2 separate regions of the Mus musculus genome follow, and region 1 is linked to region 2. The links are chromatin contacts, called in public Hi-C maps. All regions are on one chromosome and are shown on one strand. The core of a region is the stretch at or near the end of the contact, and the rest is flanking DNA. Distances in the headings are between cores, read along the strand shown.

Region 1 (2,700 bases), core at 62-2,561, 500 kb after region 2:
TCCTCTGCCAAATAACAGCTTGGAGGGTTTGAAAACAGCTGTCAGCTGCCACCTGTGGCTGCTCCTAAACCCTTCATTTGTTATGATCCAATACGAAAGCAGGGGAAAGCAGGCTCCTCACATCATGTGGGGTTGTGGGCCCCCCAACTACTCCTGTTTGCCTGAGTCCTCTGAGAGAACACCCCCTCAAGCTCTGCAGGGTCGCCAGCCAGGACCTGAGATGCATGGAGGGGCATGAGAGCCAAGAGAGGATTGACTCTTGTGGCTCACGTTGTCAATCAAATGCTCTGCCTGACTGGGTTACTCTGGGATTTGAGATTTCCTGCCCTTTAAGGCTTTAAAAGTATCCCTTTTAAAAAAAAATTAGCAACAAATATACAAAAGAGTATGTGAACAAATACAGTCATTTAAAGAGTTACCACAATGATGGACATCTCTGACCAAGATCGGAACAGCACCTCCCTGCTCCTGCCCCTAAGCCTACTTTGGACACTTTCCCTCCATTCCTACAGCTCTTTACTTTTTTTGTAACTTTTCCCTTGCTTTTCTCCATCTTCCACTCCCCCATGGACATTCCTCAAAATGACTCACAGTTAGTTTCTTCTTACTTTGACCTTCAGACAAAACCGATTGTCATTTTTCTCCATAACTTCTCTGAACATTGTTCATCTGTTGGTTGTTTGTGAGAAGGTCTTCTCAGAAGCTCTGGACCCTAGAGTGGTCTTGAACACTCGGTCCTCTTGCATTAACCTCTGCGGTTGCTGACATTATTGGCCTGTGTCAACCACTGCTGGCTCTCAATATTGTCTTTGATGGATTTTCCTTGTTGGAATCCATCAATGAGCTGATTTGAATTCTAATTAGTCATTCTAAGATCACTGTGTGGAGTGTGGGCATACACGTGTGCTATTATGTGTGCAGACCCATGTATGTATGTTCAATGTGTGGAGGACAGAGGTCAACTTTAGGTGTTGCTCCTCAGCTGTCAGCCATCTTGGTTTTTTGTTTTTGGAAGGGGTGGTCACACTGTCTCAATGGCTTGGAGCTTGCCGACTCATGTGGACTGGCATTGAGATTTTAATGTAAGCCACTGTACCTGGGTTCTGCTATTCTGGCACTGGGGTTACAGCATGAACCACTGTACCTGGGTTCTGCTAGCCAGCCCTGGGGTTACAGCATGAAACACTGTACCTGGACTCTGCTAGCCTAGTCTTGGGGTTACAGCATGAACCTCTGTGCCTGGGCTCTGCTACTTTGGCACTGGGGTTACAGCATGAACCACTGTACCTGGGCTTTGCTAACCTGACCCTGGGTTACAGCATGAGCCGCTATACATGGGCTTTGCTAGTCTGACCCTGAGGTTACAGCATGAACCACTGTACCTGGCCTCTGCTAGCCTGACCTTGAGGTTACAGCATGAACTAATGTGCCTGGGCTCTGCTAGTCCAGCCTTAGGGTTACAGCATGAACCTTGGATCCTGGAGATCGCACTCCAGTCATCATGCTTTTACAACAAGCACTTTATCAGCCGACCTACCTCCCCAGCCCCATAATCACACTCATAACCGTCATCTATATGTCTGTAAACTCCCTGTCTATATTGTTTACATTCTGTAAACATTCTGTCTATATTATCTATGTGTCTGTAAATGTTCTGCCTACGTTATTTATGTGTCTGTAAGTGTCCTGTCTATATCATCTACATGTCTGCAAGTGTTCTGCCTGTATTATCTACATGTCTGTAAATGCCTTTTGCATATTACCTATGTGTCTGTAAATGCCCTGACTATACTGTCATTAGGAAACTGGGAAAGCATCAAACGCAGCTGGTCTCGGACCAGCTTTACCGAACATCTCCTCCTACAGAGATCAAGCCAATATTCAGCATTATTTAGCACACGCCACCAGTTACAAATCCTCCTGATTTTGTCTGAATCTAGGCGATAATTTCCTCCTTGCCCACATGGCTATTAAAACACATCTTGTTTCAAGTGAAGGTAAGTACTTTTGGCATCTTCCTGGTATACCAGTCCTGCAGCCTTGAAGGAAAGGAAGCAAGGTTTAGGGACTGTGCACATAAAGTGGGTCCTTGGATTGCATGATTTCACCTGTTACCGATGGCCAACTCACCCTCTCTAGAGTCCTGGGAATTCACCGGTGACCTTTGGAAAATCAGAATCACAAATTCAGATCCTTTGCCTTGCTTTTCATACTTGACAGAGGCACTTGAAAGGTCAGGTTCTCAATACCTAGGTATCCTTCACATGGGCCAGGAAGCTAGAGCCCACCAATGTAGCCTCATGTTAGGGGCCAGTTGTACTGCAGAGAAGGGATGGGGGCAAAGTCCTTAACGGTCAGCTTGGAGAGACTGGCAGATGACATCACATGTGACTTTGAGCAGCAGGAGTGGGGTCGAGGACCTGGGGATGGAATCGAAAGCACACCTGTGGGAGAGATGAATCATGAAGTCGCAGGGAAAGTGACAGCCAGAAGGACTGCAGCTGGTCCACTTTCTCCATCTGGAATAGCATAGCCATACTGCAGATGGAACTGCTGAGTGACCCCTTAGAATGAGCATAAGTTGTTGATGAAGGCCGAGTCAGTGTCTCTGGGCTCAGACCCCTAGCAAGGAAACAGATGTGAAAGGGGTGCCATGGTAAGGTGGGTCAAAGAGCCTGGTATGTGTGTGGGTGTCTGATA
Region 2 (2,700 bases), core at 154-2,653:
CTTGGAATCAGATCATCTGAACTCCCAGCTGAGAGCTGTCATTTCTGTGTCTGTGGTTCTGGAAAATTGCTCAAACTCACTGGGGCTCAGTTTGCTTATCTGGGAAATGGGGATGGCCAGGGCACATATCTTGTGAATTATCTAGGAGGATTAAATGAAGTACAAATTTCGAACTGCACATCGAGTTACTGGAGCTTGGGTAGCTGAATCAGCAAAGCTATTGGACTGGTCCTGAACATAGCCTCTGAAAGACTGTGGTTTGTGTGTCAAGTTTCCTATTCCGTGCTTGTCTGTTGATGTTGTAACCAACCGTTCTAATGAAGTAGCCATGAGCACCTGTGCTCTTAGGTCATAGGTGTGTGTGTGTGCGCGCGCCTGTGCCTCTACTCTGGGCAGGGTTGGAACCATCCTTGTCTTCTTCCTCCACTTAGCATTGTCTTCAGGACCTAGGCCCTGACACAGCCGTGTCAGCAGATGGCTAGGGTCTGGGGCTTTGCTCAGTGGTACTGCTGGCCCCAGGTTTCTGGTGAGTCAGTGCTCAAGTGCGTCCTAGCGCCAGTGTGGGCCGGATCTGCTCCACGAGGCTGGCCAGGCCACACCCCGGGGAAGTTTGGCAGTCAGCCTTGAACACCCTGGGCAGGGCCCCAAGACAGATGTAGGCACAGGGGAGTGAGCAGGGGAGCAGACCGTGGCTGAAGAGAGGTGACAGGCGCCTGGTCATGTGGGAGACAGACATTCCCTCTCTCTGGACTCCCTAAATGTCTAGGCTTGCATTGAGTATGCACTGAGGACTGACCCCAGGGGGTTTGCTGGCCAGGAGGCCTCTAAGAGCAAGAGGTTGGATTTCTTTTCCCCTAGCTTGCTGAAGTCAGCTTGGTTGGGATTCCAGTTAATTAGTGGCTCACCCATGGTAGGCTTCTGGATTCCCTTGAGAGTAAGTAGTTGTATTTCAGGTTCTGGTCGGGTACCCCGGTGCAATGCCAGTTCCTAGATGGCTGTTGGTGGACAGTGGCTGTGCAGAGCTCAGAGTCACTTGCTATGTTATTTAGCACGGGCCTCACGGCCATGAGAGGAACATGGTCCTTCTGGATTTGGCGCAGTGTGCAGGCATTGGCTCAGTGAGGCAGATGCAGTCTCACCCTCACAGGTGAGGTGCGGAGCTTCGGACTTGAAGGTGGTGGTTGCTGGTGGCTTCTGGAGTGGACACTGATTCCTGAGGGGTACTTAGTTAGTGCCTTGATCTCCACCCTCCCTGTTGAGTGTCTGTGCAGGCACAGTATTCCTTGCATGTGCGCACACTGTTTGTCATTGTTAGTTGTAAGTCTCACACTCCAGCCTGGTGCCTGAATCGCCGGCACATTTGCTGGCACCCGGAGCCTGGTTCTCCGCCACAGGGAAGGTGCAGGGCTGCCGGGTGACCTATTGATTTCAGCCAGGAGCGTCGCCAGGTACTTTGCCTCTTCCGCCAAGCCCTCTGCTTGTTTATTTGGCCTTGTCAGGGAATGTGGTAATGTCAGGGAGTGACGTCTGAACCCTGCAGCCTCCTCTTCCAAGTGGGCTCACCGTCAGCAGCCATTCTGTTCATTTGGCATCACCAGGGTCTGAGGTTAATCCGTTCAAATGGTGACCACGTTCTAAAGGGCACTTGCTCTAAGCACTTCTTTGGAAAAAGAAGAAAGAAAAAAGAATTATATCCTATGCTCTGCTTCTCTTCAAGGAGGAAAATGTCACCTGCTCTCCTTTCGCCAGAGGCCCCTTCTTTCCTGGGTCACCCTTCCTACCCCTCAATTCCTGGAGAAGGGAGAACCAAACCCAGGAGGAGCCACCAAGACTGTAAATGTTCCCCCACCGGGTTCCTAAGGTGATCTTGGGCAAATGAGTGGCTTTCTTAAGGGACCCTGCTTTCTCCACGGCAAAAAGGGGTACAACTGTCCCTCCAAATTAAAAATGATCTTTCATTCACTTACTGTGTGCCTGTGCCTGTACCTCGCATGTGCGTGTGGAGTTCGGCCAGAACACAGCCTAGTCTGCAGGAGGTGGTTCTAGTCTTCTACCATGTGAGACCCAGGGATGTGGTTCAGGTCCCTGGGCTTGGTGACAGGCACCTTTTCCCCTGAGCCATCCTCCATGTTTTATTGGGTTACTGGGGTAGGAAAGAACAGCAGCCCCCAAATTGTCTGTTAAATTGAGAGTAGACAGGGAACCACCTGAGTGTTTGCCCTTTGAGCTCCAGCACCAGGCTCCGAAGCTTGCCGGGAAAAGCCACAGAGCTGCCAGCTGTCTGGGGCCTGTCTCCCCGGGGAGACTCTGCTCCTAGTCCCCTCCCCTGAGACCTGCCTGGCTCTGGGGAGAGTGCCAAGTCAGCACTCCTTTATCTCCCTGTCTCCTCCGGGGAGGAGTTTGAGCCCAGTTTCAGTCAGGTTTAACCATAACATTCCCTCTCTGTTATGTATGTATTTACTTTCTGCTGGTTGAAACAGGATCTTCTTACTGTGTTGTCTAGGCTGTTCTCCCCTGCTTCAGCCTCCTCAGGACTATAGGGATTGCACCTATACATGTATTACCTGCTTTTTGCCCGTTCTTTTCCTCTGTGTGTGTGTGTGTGTGTGTGTGTGTGTGTGTGTGTGTGTGTGTGTGTTCAGAGCTAGGGGTTGAACCCAGAGCTTTGGTGCATGCTATTTCAATGCTGGCTCCCCCCCC

What was found. Hi-C and Micro-C count contacts between places; a contact is called where the count stands out from the background.
Region 1: a contact with region 2 is called in a Hi-C map of liver, with 2.8 times the contacts expected there. The contact joins two enhancer-like sites. A contact is called at or near these places in 1 of 484 Hi-C or Micro-C datasets (liver) and 1 of 115 datasets of contacts at active chromatin or transcription factors (embryonic stem cells).

What each region holds. Positions count from the first base shown.
Region 1 is chr14:65,872,145-65,874,844 of GRCm38.p6, forward strand. No RefSeq gene overlaps it. Among named protein-coding and RNA genes, the nearest start is that of Gm41181, 30 kb to the right of the region's middle. Within about 2 kb of position 1,312, at least 13 of the 459 cell types and tissues checked have an H3K27ac peak or open chromatin away from gene starts, as enhancers often do. A contact at or near this core is called in liver, where this site is marked.
Region 2 is chr14:65,374,403-65,377,102 of GRCm38.p6, forward strand. The region is part of intron 1 of Zfp395 (zinc finger protein 395); the gene reads left to right. Among named protein-coding and RNA genes, the nearest start is that of Zfp395, 17 kb to the left of the region's middle. Within about 2 kb of position 1,404, at least 298 of the 459 cell types and tissues checked have an H3K27ac peak or open chromatin away from gene starts, as enhancers often do. A contact at or near this core is called in liver, where this site is marked.